Linked DNA regions of Hordeum vulgare: region 2 is linked to region 1. A link is a contact called in public Hi-C data. All regions are on one chromosome and are shown on one strand. The core of a region is the stretch at or near the end of the contact, and the rest is flanking DNA. Distances in the headings are between cores, read along the strand shown.

Region 1 (6,892 bases), core at 1,705-4,204:
CCTCCGTTCCTAAATATAAGTCTTTTTAGAGATTTCACTAGAGGACTACATACGGATGTATATAGACATACTTTAGAGTATAGATTCACTCATTTTGCTTCATATGTAGTCCCTTAGTGAAATCTCTTAAGGCCTCGTTTGGTTAAGAGGGATTGGGGAGGTTTTGAGAGAAAAATCCCTGGGAGGGCCAGAAACCCCACAGATCCTCGGGCACCCATTTGGTAGGAGGGGTTTGCTTAGCCCAATCCCCTCCGTTCCCCTTCAATCCCTTCCTATCCATGTGTTTCAAAACCCTCATCGGGGGACTAGTGGAAGCAAAACCCAGGGGTTTTGAGAGGATTGGGTGGAACAAAGGGATTCACCCAATCCCCTGAAATCCCTCCATCTCAAAACCTCTCCAATCCTCCTTAACCAAACGAGGCCTAAAAGACTTATATTTAGGAATGGAGGGAGTACTTTCTAACACATCGATATAAGAACTCGAATGTTACCCTGTAACTCGAGTTTTAGACCCTCAAATCTTCGTAGTCAGTCTTTCTTGAGTCCCAATGATAAATGATTTATCCTCTTCGAGTAAAAGGCTGTACTGGGTGTTTGCGAGAGCAGAGGTACACAAACCAGTCTTTCTGAACAGTGTTGCTCGTCGCAGATACTTGTCGAATACCGCCTTGGGATTGCGAGAGCACCTCTGTTTCTTCTGCAAACCAGAGCAGCCAATTTACCTGTCCAGGTACACAAATAACAGGGACTGTGAAACGTTGGTAGGCTCGGAGGAAAAGCATGTGCAGGATCATGAATCTTTTACAAGTCTGGCATAGGGCCGTGCATCTACCATACCGAAACGTCGGGGTCTGAATTTGATCCACGAGGCAACAACTCGTGCTGTTAAACCGTGTCTGAAGCTACTGCAAACGGGAGAAACAATACTGAACAAGGCTGAGACTTGTTCAGTCCAGATGGTGAGAAGAATCGCTTTCCAATGGTCTGGATTCGCCAGGCTCGCGTCGCGTGGCTTCGAGCCGAATGATTGCCATGCGCCGGCTGGGTTCTTCATGCCACACGACTGACAAGGACCTGTAATCGTTAGGAGGAGGAGGATTTCCTGCCACTGCCAGCCCAGGGAGGCCTGTGCAGCTGAGCTAGCTGGACATGGTGGGCAAATCTGATTCAGAGATTCATGCATCTCTCAACTTTCATCTTCCAAGGCATTGGCATCCTATGCAATGCTTATCTCTTAATTAGGAAATACAGCATGAACGCAATACCTATTTTCTCAGCCACATCCCTTTCTTCACGATGCCCCGGATAACTATCGCAAGTATCAAAAATGCTGCCACAATCTGAGTTTGCGGCCGCTGTCCTGTTTTTTCCTTGCCTTCAGTTATACCGGTCTTCCGGAGGTCGTGTAAACCTCAAAGCTGAGAACTCTTCATTGTGAACGAGAAAGACTAGTCCAGTTTCTTTCCTCTTTAAGTTAAAGAGAATTCCTCCACTGATTTTTCTCAGCCATGTATGCATTTCGAAGACACTAGACATTTTAATCATCAGCTACCTTTCTATGCTCTCTTTTCTGCCCTTGATGATGATCCAGTAGCCATTTTTGTTCTTACTAGCAAAAGAGCCCGTGCATTGCAACGGAAGAGAAAATTACACACGCTCTGAACGCAATATATTTTCACATGGCATCACATTTGTGTTGCCGACGATGGCTTTAGTGCTCATACAATGAAAACGCGTTTGAATATACAGTCACTCGGAATAAGATGAGAAATATGTTGTTTCCCCCCACGAGGTTTTCCAAAGGTGTGCATGTGTTGTTAACAATGTTTTCTTTCCTCTTAATTTGGTTTTAATTTAATGGATGTTTATTGCAATTCGTATCGTCGCCGGAAAGAGAGAAAAAAAGGACAGTGCACTACAAATTAAGTTTGCACCGAAAATAATATTTAAGAAGTATTCAACAGCTAAAAGTAACATCGTATTTAGATTCTACACATTTTTAATCAAATTTCATATATAACATGTTAAAATCGGAGTTACGATTTAAAAGATATGGATAATTTTGTTTTAGATAAATGTGGATTGATTAACTAAAAAGTTAGGGTATTTTTTGTTAAAGTACGGAGGGCGGGTTGATTACCTGAAACATCAAGGGGTTTTCGAAAAAATGCAAAAAAACGATTTGTTTTCTGACTTAAATCCGGACTGCGGGTTGATTACCTGAAACATCAGGGAGTTTTCTAAAAAATGCAACAAAGCCGGACTATGGTTTGAATACAGAAAAAGCGAGGGATGTTTTTGTAAAATGACCACAACAGGTGTCGCCTCTTGTCCCGGCTGGGCTTCAGCCTTTTGCATTTGATGCCCCCTTCCTAAAATAATATAAGAATTATTCCTTTTTCCGTAAAGAAGACTAAGGACAAAAAAAAAATCATTATTCTATTGTGCTCCAGTAAGACTCCGTCAGCTGGGAGTTGGGACCTGCTCAATTTTGTGCTTATATAGTTTGGAGATACACAGATAATAAGAGGGAAAGCATGTGCATGATCATGAGTCTTTGACAACATTGACACAAGGCGCATCTACCATAGTGAAACGTCGGGTCTGAATTTGGTCCTAAAGGCAATAAGTCGTGTTGTTAAATGGTGTCTGAACCTACTGCACACGGCAGAAACGATTCTGAGCTTCAGATCACGCACGGAACACGAAGCGCCTAGCAGCGAACGAGCAGAGTCGCTCTCCAACGAAAAAAGATTAACCACAATTCATTCTGACAGAAAATTAAGGACAAGAAAAACATAATTAGCGCTCGAGGAACTAGAGAACGTGTAGACTCCGTCAGATGAAAGTTGGGACTGCTCAATTTTTGTGCTTTCAGAGTACTCCTACTAGCACGTCCACACTGCACCTGTAGGCATCTAACTTTTGTGCCAAAAATCCAAGCAAGGGGGGAAGCATATGGTGTAATGAGAACTCATCCGATTGCCCAAGATAAGTGAAACTTCCATCTGAGAGCGATCTGTGGATGGCAATAATGGGGTTTCTTTCTCATCATGGGAAGCAAACCCAAAATCTCCTTCAAAAGAAATGCCGATTGAGATCACGTGAAGAAAAGCTTAACGACATGTGGAAGTGGGCCCCTCTCCAAGATGTTGGCGGATCAACCAATTATCTCCACCCCGATCCAGTGCGGACAGCAAGAAACTGGCCCGGTTCAAGCACCATTACAAAAGATGCAGCCCTTGATTGGTTTACATGAACTAGTGTCAATTACCTTGAACGGAGCAAAGAGTTAGCAAATTTATTTACCAACTGTAAATCGCAAAGGAGACAAGAGATGATTTGATAAGAAAAGAATAAGTAAACAATGCCATTTGATTATGTTGAGTGTGAGGGGCTTTAACCACAAAGCACTGTAATTTTCTTATTTTCTACAACCAATGTACACAATCATAATAAGTAAACTATTCCTAGGATATTTGGTACGCATGTACATTCTAGAAAGGAAGAACCTTTGTCAAGATATTTACAACTACTAAAATTGATACAAACACATATAATATGCTACAATAAATCTAAGAGGCACTAATCAGTCGGTAGATGAATGTGATTTTTTCACCTTTTTTATAATTTTGTTTGGTTTACACAATCTAGTTAAAAACTCCCAAACTAAAATCATATAGTGGTATTACTTCAATTGCAAAATATAATATGACCATAACACTTGTGTATTTGTAAAGTCATAAACCGAATAATATAATGGAGGAATTCAAATTTAGGTTTAAACATATAATGGTGTTTTTAATGTTGTCAAATACAACAAAATAGTGTTAAAACGTCTTACATTATGGGATGGAGAGTGTTAGTTAATCTTTGTGCTAAATTTAATATCAAAATTATCTAAGGTTTAGAGAACAAATAGGATATAAAAAAAGTAAAGATGTTTAGTCTAAATAGGTGGTGTATTTTTTTCAATCGTGCTGAAAGTTCACATGGTTGGTCATTTTGGACATGTAGGTCCTTAGATGTCGTTAGATTGTTATTGGGTATGACCCGCTAGGAAAGAGATTTCTCGTGATCATACGATACCAAATCATATGTTTGAGGACATACTTTATTAATATTGAAACTTGTCAAACGCTTTGTGCTTTTGGGACACCCGGTTCTGTAGTGTCTTTTCTCATGAAAGAAAGAACATGTCCGTTTTGTACGTACCCTATCTTCAGCAGCAAATTTCATTCTTGTTGCCCTCGAACGTCCTCGCTTCTTGCGTGGATTAGGTGGAAGCACATCGTCATGCAGTTCAGCTTCCAAGATGTTCTCATCTTCAATTTCATTAGCACACTCATCATCTGATTCCTCAAATAAATGCGTATAGCCTGTGTGGGCTTGAGGTATACCCTTAACATCTTCTTAGGTTGACATCAAACAGATCTCCTGTAAAGCTTCAGTAATTTTCCTCATTACAACATGGTATGCAACAAGTGATGCATCACCTTTAGATGATATGTCCACGCAAGCCTCGAATAATAGGGTATGACGGTGAGTCCTCGAAGCAGCTACAGCCATGTCGAAGTGCCTTTATTTCCTTCTCAGGCATTATAAGTCCGTCTTTTCTTGATGTATTTGTCTCAAAGAGTCCGGCAGCCAATATGCATCATAACCTAAAACAAAAATAAATCATATAAGTTTCGTCTAATTTCTTTTGAAAAAAAAAGACTAGCATAAAAATGATTGTTCATACCTTGCTTATGTGCGGGCATAATATGCCCATGTGTTCAAATAACCTACAAATACAACTGTATTTCTCTTCAAGTTTATTTACATGAACCGGAAACTCCAACTTGCTCCAGTTCTCCCTCGTATCACAATCAATGTGAATAGTTATGTATGTGCCATCAGCTGTGATTTCCTGGACAAGGTAAGACACACTCATATATACCAGGTCGCTGAACTTCGCAACCATGGCGTGTGTGTAAACTTTAGCAACTTTCCTCTCTATTGGCGAACTAGATATTGACTGACTTGCATCGTGTGAATACGTAAAGTTGCAACAACATGAGGTATGGTGATGGATCACATTTAGAGAATGAAAAAACTATATTTTTTATATTAGAAATATACCTTCGAAGTGTTGAACTGAAGTTTGTCCTCAGCCGCAATCATATGAGTAATAAACTTATCCTATTGTTTATGCATGGTTGATGATGGTGAAACCTAGGCTTTGAGCACATAATTCTTTTCTTTGAGGTCCATATTCATCCTTACATTTATGGCATGTTGATCATAGTCCATGATTCGTGTGAAGTAATCATGCTTGAGGTTTAACAGACCCAATTCCAAGTTGTCCAAGTAAACTATGTGAATGTAGAATATAATTATTGGCTGAAATTATATGCAAGCTGTTTATACAAACTTAGATTTGTTATGCAGTGTAAATACATGTAGAAAGATGACACATCCGTATATGTATGCACTAGTAGAAAAAGGGCCTTTTGTCCCGGTTCGTAAGGGCCTTCTGTCCCGGTTTCGGAACCGGGACTAAAAGGTTGTTACTAATGCCCTTGGCCTTTAGTACTGGTTCTTACACGAACCGAGACAGATGGGCCTCCACGTGGCCGGTGCGGCGAGCCCGGGCAGGGGGGCCTTTAGTCCCGGTTGGTGACACCAACCGGGACCAAAAGGCATCCACGCGTCAGCATTTCAGGTGCTGGGTTTTTTTTGAAAGGGGGGGAGGGGGTTTAGAGGGTTTTGGGAGGTTAATTTAGGTGTTTCATATATTGTGTTAGCTAGCTAATGAATAGAGAGAAGTGTGCTCTCTTATCTTCGTCCTTGGTCGACACTACATACTATACGTATAAAGAGGACTAGACACGCTAGCTAGTAAGCAAATGAAGGAAACAGAAGATCGTCATGAACATATGCATACAAAGAGAAGTGATATCGGCCACCTCTCCTTCTCTGAGAGATTGGTCGAACAACAAGTTCTCGTATATCTATCCGACGCTACTAGCTACATATATACAATATAATTATCTCTTACAATATAGTCTCCTAATTAAAATTCAACTGATTACGGTTCACATGGTATTCTCCGTCTTCAGGGATCACGTGGTCAAGAAAGAATGCCGCCAATTCCTCTTGAATTCCTCGCATACGATCTGCTGGTAGGAGTTCATTCCGCATCCCATATATCTAATTTGAAGAAGGGGTCAATACATATATATGAATAAATGAAACTGACCACAAATGATGGTAATAAAATAAAATTGTGAATATTATTATTTACGCACGTCATATTGTTTGTCAGAGTAGCCCCGCTCATAGGTCACGTGCCGGATGGACTCGCAAATGTAGTATCCACAGTAATCATTTCCTGGTTCCTGCCACAACCACTTTACAAGAAATAGAGGTCAATCAAACTGATAGTTAGCAAGCATGCTAAATGCTATTGATGAAACTAGCGCTTGAATCACTAGGAGATGCGTGGAACATGCTACTATAGTACTTACTTTCGGGTGTTTAAATTGCAGCCTCTTCGGCAGTCCCGGAGTTTTTGCGATGAATATTTTCCAAACCCTGCCAGACAAAGAAAACAATTACTTGATATCAGGAAATGAACAAAGTTGCCGATATGGTGCGATAATGATCAATTTAACTTACTTCTCTAGAATTTCAGTCATGTCCGCATACTCGTTGGGATCTTTTCGTCTCGAGTCTAAGACGGTTGCTAGTCCCTGCTCAAGCTTAATCTCTAGGAGAATATAGTGGAAGCTGGGCATGCATGCATAACTCATCAATTACATTACTATAACCTTGACTAATAAGGGAAACCGAATATGCACAAGACAGTAACACTCACTGGAATTCGTAAGGGAAGAGTATTAATATT
Region 2 (6,892 bases), core at 1,911-4,410, 45 kb after region 1:
AAGCGGTTGTGCGTTGATCACCGTACATCCATGGATGGCTCATCTGTGTTATACGACAGTATATCAAATACAATCACGATCCTAAAAATTAGTACCGCACGGTCTAAACGAGGAAATATAGTTGCTAACCTTTTAGAATAAGTAGAAATAAAGAGGAAGAGGTTTAAGCATGGCTCAGGCATCTCATATCATAGTTGTGTTCAGTGAACTGAAGCGGCATCGCTCTAACACACATTTCAACAAACACCTCTAGTGCATCAAAAAAAGTGGAGAGCAAGCACCCACCCACAATCCTCCATCCAAGAAAAATGCAAGGAGGAGGGGAGAGGGGGCTGTGCTATATATAGGCAGAGGACTTTAGTCCCGGTTTGAGACACAAACCGGGACTAAAGGTGGCGCACATGCGGGCTGCCCACCGCGTAGCCCTTTAGTCCCGGTTTGGGACACGAACCGGGACTAAAGGCTCCTTACGGGCCGGGACTAAAGCCTCGAGGGAGGCATTGAGAATTGGGGCAACGTGGCCGGGCCTTTAGTCCCGGCCCAGAGGCAGGCCGGGACTAAAGGGTCTAGGCCAAAGGCCCGTTTTCCACTAGTGTGATCCCCTATCCCCTTTCATGTTCTTGTTTGTCGCTGACGGCCTCTCTGCTCTCCTGCGACAAGGCGTGTTGTCTGAGAATATCACTCCAGTTAAGGTATGCAGACGGGCTCCTGGTGTGTCTCATTTACTATTCATCGATGATACCCTCCTATTCTCAAGAGGAAGCTACGTTTGTTAAAGGGGTCATCCACAGTTATGCCCAAGCAACAGGTTAGCTCATCAACCAACAGAAATGCTCTATTCAGTTTGGAGATCCTGTCCTGAAGCAGATCAACTTGTTGTGCGCCAGATCCTTGAGGTTCAACAACAGGATTTTGAAGGACAATATCTGGGGTTGCCAACGCCAGATGGCAGAATGCATAGAGGTAAATTCCAGAAATTGCAAGAGAGCCTAACTAAACGCATTTTGGAATGGGGGGATACCCTCTCACAAGCAGGGAAGGAGAGTATGATCAAAGCGGTTGCCCAGGGAATACCCACTTATACTATGGGGGTTTTCAAACTACCCGCATCTGTGTGTGACGACCTAAACGACTGGTAAGGAATTTTTGGTGGGGGGCAAAGGATGACAAAAGGAAAACTCACTAGAAATCGTGGGAGAAAGTCTGTGATCCAAAGAGCAGAGGAGGACTAGGATTCCGCGACTTCCGGTTGTTCAATCAGGCTCTCTTGGTGAGGAAAGCCTGGAGATTACTAACCCGGCCTGAATCCCTGTGTGCACAAGTTATTAAAGCGAAATACTATCCAAATGGCGCTTTGGAGGATAATGTCTTTACTGGGAATGCATCGTCAACTTGGCAGGCCATCACATATGGTTTACAACTGCTCAAGAAAGGAATCATTTGGCGCGTTGGCAATGGGGAGCACATTCGGATTTGGAGAGACCCATGGATACCATGGCCACACTCATACCGCCCCATCTCTAGCAGAGGTAATTGTCGGGTCCGTAGAGTCTCTGAGCTGCTGGATGAACGAGGACAATGGGACATGGCATACCTACGCCGTTACTTCTTACCAATGGATGTCAAGGCAATCTCTGAGATCAGGGCTTCTCCGAACAGACTAGGGCAGGATGTTATCGCATGGGCTCCAGATCCTAAGGGTTTTTTTTCAGTCCGGACGGCTTACCGCCTAGCTCATGAGGATATGCACAGAAAAACTATGAGTGCATCGAGCTGGGCACCTGATGGGTCAAGAGCTATATGGAAATCGCTATGGTGATGCCCTGCGCCTCCTAAAGTCAGGGTATTTGCATGGCGCGTCGCGACTAACTCACTGGCTATTGCGGTTAATCTTAAAAGGCGAAGCATTGGTTTGTCTGATATATGTGTTATTTGTGGAATGGAACCTGAAGATACCTTCCAAGCTCTCTGCCGGTGCCCGCTTGCGCAACGCTTATGGAGGGAGATGAGTAAGCTCTGGAGCATGCCCAAGCTGGAGAACATTTGCAACACCGGCTCCGAATGGCTGCTACACCTACTGCATCAATGTCAACCGACTGAGAGACTACCCACGCTGATGACCTTATGGCGAAGTTGGCACGTGCACAATGAGATCACCCATGGCAAGCTAGCTCCCCTTATTGAAGCGTCAACGAGGTTTCTTAGTAGCTACATGGAAACCCTGCTTTGCATAAAATATAACCCTCTGGCAGATATTACCAAAGGGAAGATGGCGGTCTCTCATCATCGGGATCCGGGGGCAAAGGAGGAGAAGCGGGAACGGGTGGAAGGGCCGGAGTTCAACTGGGTTAGAACACCGATGGGCTGGACAAAACTGAACATCGATGGGGCTTTTAACCCAGAACAACACACTGCTGAAGCTGGCATGGTACTTCGCGGAGAGGATGGCCAGGTTATCTTCTCCTCTTGCCGTTATCTTCGCTCTTGTTCTTCTGTCCTCGAAGCGGAGCTTGCTGCCTGTGCGGAAGGAATCGAAATTGCAAAAGCTTGTAGCTCGCTCCCTATGATTATTGAGACGGATTGCTTGGAGGCTGCGCAGATGATCATACAGGAGGAGACTAATAGATCACCATGCACGGCGCTTGTCATGCAAATCAGAAGAGCCCTAGATGAGGTGGGTGAACATGTGATATCACATGTAGTTAGAAATAGGAATAAAGTGGCTGATGCCCTTGCTCGGATCAACCGTGTTGATCAGCGTACGGCGGTGTGGCTTCGCTGTACGCCAGTAGAATTATCTGCCCTTTGTAGGAAAGACTCTTTTGAGCCCACTTATTAATGAAGGTTTTCACCCGCAAAAAAAAAAAAAAAATTGGTTCACGTATAGGCATATGAAAAAAATGCATGATGTATGCTTCAATTTCGTCCCGCTCTAATTCCTCGGGCAAATTATGGCAATTGCATGGGCCTTTTTTTAGTAAGCAATCAAATTAGAGCGCATCTTTTATTTTTGGAAGCAATCTAATTAAACAGCAATAAAATAATGTGAAACATTAGTATAGGACCTAATTCATCCGCATGTAATATACTTGGATGTAATCAAACTCATTAATGTACGCGGAAGGAACGTTTGCTCGCATGGTCCACGTTGCATTAGGAGCAGTGCTCGGTGAAAAGAATGCATTAAAAGGTAGGGGAAAAGAACGCGCCGTTTTGCTTCCCATCGTACGCAACCTCCCCTCTCCCTCGCTCTTTCCACCGGGCGGCGGCCGCACCACCCCACCGCGCGCGCAGAGCTCCGGGCGGCCGCCGGTTCCGAGCGTCTCCCTCTGCCTCAAGCTCCGGAACCCTAGAGTCTCTCCCCCACTCGGCCCGCCTCTCCGGTGAGATGCCGCTAACCCACATCGCCTTCCCCGACGCAGCTAATGGAAAGGAGGGACAACTTCCTCCGCCCCCGGCCCCCGACGACGCCGCGACCGCCGGCAGAAGCACCACGTTCCCCGCCGTCGGGGACACGGGCCACCTCACCTCCTCCTCCATCGCGGGCGACCTTCTCGGCTTCCTGGGCCAGATCCATGCGGCCTGCAAGCCCCACGAGCCTCTCGGTGAGCTCAGCCACACCCTAAGCATTGCTGCTTCCATCTAGTGTTATGCATTTTGTTCAACGCCGGTGACATGCAAATCAAACCAAGTTAACACGTCATAACTTCAGTACACGGGAAGTGGACGTGCAAAGTAGATCCTGATTATTAGTGCCTAAATCCTACAGAGGAAGAGTAACTATACTTCTTGCATCTTCCAGTTTTATGATGATATTCAACCATGCTGTAATTTATCTTACCACTTGGGTATGTGCTAAATTTTCGTAGAAACTTAGATAGAGGCACATTCCAGCAGTACTATCTGACAGTTGGATTGTGTACTCATTTGGTATGTTGCAAAAACGGATGATTGTCTTAGACCCTGCAGTCAGACCCTTCGAATTAAGTAATCGCCAAGTCAACATGCACAAGTGTATGTCCGATAGAATTCATGATGCTCTTTTCAATTCTCTGAACAAATTATTCAGCTCCTGGCATTGCCAATCCAGTGACGACCATGCCTTTTTCGATCATAATGATGGAGAAACTTTCTAAGTTTCCTTTCTGATTGCATCATCTATAGAACCAATGGACATGGACCATTTTGTTCAGTGCTCGAGTTACTTAGATCTCATGGTCTTTTCAGGTTTCTGACATTGATTTTGCCATAGAGATAGTAGGATCAGATATATATAGTGCGAGAAGTAGATGGTCTTGCCATGAGCTCTCGTAATGTATGGCCGTCGCCTGAGGAAAGGAAGAAGGTTTGTCTTCTGGACAAACTGTTTTCGCACACTTATATTCTGACTTTTCAAGGGTACATTTATAGAAAAAATATATTTATCGCATTTTTTTATCATTTGTGGACATTTTATTGTTGGGATCTTCATCTTAAAGGATTGTATAATCACTTATTAATTCTTTTGCACCAAGATGTGGATCTAAGTGGCTTTCTAACACCCTAATTTAACCCTTTTACTTTATATCCAGGTGACTGTAAATTTGTTAACGCTTAATGCTACCGCGGTTGGGGTCCATCATCCAGTACTCCGTTTGCAGGAGGTGGACCTGAAAGATTCTTAGTCAGGGGAGGAAGTACCAATGATGTCAGGCCTATAGAATGGACACCAGGAACCATTTGTTATTAGTTGATGGGTTCTGTTGTTTCTATTTGTTAGCAGAAATTCAGTGATTCGTAGTTGTTTACATGGTACAACCTTTCTACACCAAATGCACCTCACCCATCATATGATGACAACAAACCTTCTTCCTTTCTTCAGGTAAAAGTACTGTTTGCAAACTGATCATCAAACAGCTATGCGATCAGTGTATAGTTGTTACTCAGGTTTTTTGTATTACAGCTCTAGTTATGCTTCTTATGATATTTGGACCATCCATTCTTTCTTGACAAAGTCACTAATAGTTTATTTCTCCTGTTTTATATGTGTGTAGTGTCATTAACTATGCATTCAATTTTTTTATCAACATCCCTTGCTATAATTTTATTGTAATCGTATGATGCGTACAATCTCTCAAGCAATAAGAATTTTGATCTGAAATATCACAAGAAATAGTTTAAGGGTGCATTCCCATCTTGGTATTTGTTGTTGACATCAACATTTTTTCCATGTTAATTGTTTAGTTTAACTTGTTGTTACAGATTGCATTTTTTATATTTCTATGTATATTCCTTTTAACTAACATATCATTCTATTGTTATATCAGTAGCTATAACCGTTTAATACTCTTTTGGGACAATGAATCATATTCACATATTTAGTTGTCATGAACGCATGATCCATTAGAGGAATTACCTTTCAAGCAATCTGTTTATTGTGCATTTTTGGTGAGGTTTACAACGAGTCATGGGAGTAGCGCATGAGAGGCGAAGGCGACAACGGCAACGATTTCAATCGGTGGTACGCCTCCCTGTTGGAGGCGATGGCGTGATCCGGCCGTGCCACCTGACACCTGCTTCCTGACCGTGCTACTACACCAACACTTACCCGTTTGTATCACCTTTTGCTTGGCACTGGACTTTCGCTGTCAGGCCAAGAAGGAGGGCGACACAGACGACATCTTTGCAGGAATGAGTTTCCACAAAGGAATCGGAGTGGGAGGAGCAGATAAGGGTCGTTGGAAGCAAGGATGGATGAGGTGGCGGGGCTCAGCCTCAGTCGTCTAGCAGTCACTTGGTATACTTATGTCTCCTCTGTCTGTTTCTAGGAATCTTATATTCTTCCATAATCGTTTACAAATATGTGAGAACAAGTCATGGGAGCTTAATTCTGTTAAGCACCAATATATCACGCTCATCGAATCAGCCTATCATCACTTGCTGAATTTGTTTTCTTATTTCTCCAACCAACAACTTGCACCTGACTATGCTATCGCATATGATGTGGTTTATTCTCACGTGAACAACCAATATATTTAGTTGAAGAGGCTCTCGTCGCTTGCATGCAAATGCATCACACACTCATCGCTTGCATGCAGATGCATCACAAAAATCACAAAAAGGCGGTTAGGCAGACACGTCTAAGGCGGCGCAGCAAGGCTGCGCCCCAACAACTAGTATACTTGGAAGGTGGGAATCATGGCTGGCTAATACAGTAGGTCCTAATTCATCCGCAGTTAATATACTTGGAAGGTGGAAATCGTGGTTGGCTAATAAATATTTATTTCTAACAGGTTGAGCAATTGTAAACCTGATATACCTTCATATGATGATGAGTTAACGGTTGATGCTCTAGGTGCCGAGGCACCTAGGCGCACCAAACATTTTATGTATAGAATGCATCCTCACATCCCTAATTCTCCCCCACAATCCCCTCCTTGTCGAGCCTCGGTCCCGCCGAGCGACACAATTCGTCCACACGAACCACAAAGGCCGAAGTGATTGCCCGTCATACTTCAATGTCGGAATTTAGCTGCATGCACGTAGTCAGATCCAAAGGCCGGACAAATATAATACTCCCTTCATTCCTTTATCTGATGTATTTCATTTTTGGCACGGTCATCAAGGCACATAATTATAGAGGTGTTAAAATAAAATAAAATTTGACAAATTTATTGGTTAGTGGCAAGTAAATTATTGGGTCTAGAAAAGTAAGAGATACACGCAATCGAGAGAGAGATAATCTCTTTTTTTATAGAATTAGACATACATGCAATCATGAGAAAGATACTTTCCTTTTCTGGAGGGATAATAAGGAAATTACAAGGATTTACAAGAAATATGCACCTTATATTGTGGAATTTTATCAAAAAAACAAATACACTTTATATAAAGGAATGGAGGTAGTATCCAA

Evidence for each region. Hi-C and Micro-C count contacts between places; a contact is called where the count stands out from the background.
Region 2: a Hi-C map of leaf shows a contact between it and region 1, with 2.1 times the contacts expected there. The contact joins the promoter of LOC123409853 here to the enhancer-like site in region 1. A contact is called at or near these places in 4 of 6 Hi-C or Micro-C datasets (leaf, seedling and an unstated tissue).

Annotation. Positions count from the first base shown.
Region 1 is chr7H:605,800,792-605,807,683 of MorexV3_pseudomolecules_assembly, forward strand. No RefSeq gene overlaps it. Among protein-coding and RNA genes, the nearest start is that of LOC123409853, 44 kb to the right of the region's middle. Within about 2 kb of position 2,955, at least 2 of the 3 cell types and tissues checked have open chromatin away from gene starts, as enhancers often do. A contact at or near this core is called in leaf, where this site is marked.
Region 2 is chr7H:605,845,105-605,851,996 of MorexV3_pseudomolecules_assembly, forward strand. It overlaps LOC123409853, which reads left to right and starts at 3,161. Exons shown (of 2, transcript XM_045102722.1): 1 at 3,161-3,605; 2 at 4,572-5,915. The coding sequence starts at 3,389. The coding sequence ends at 4,597.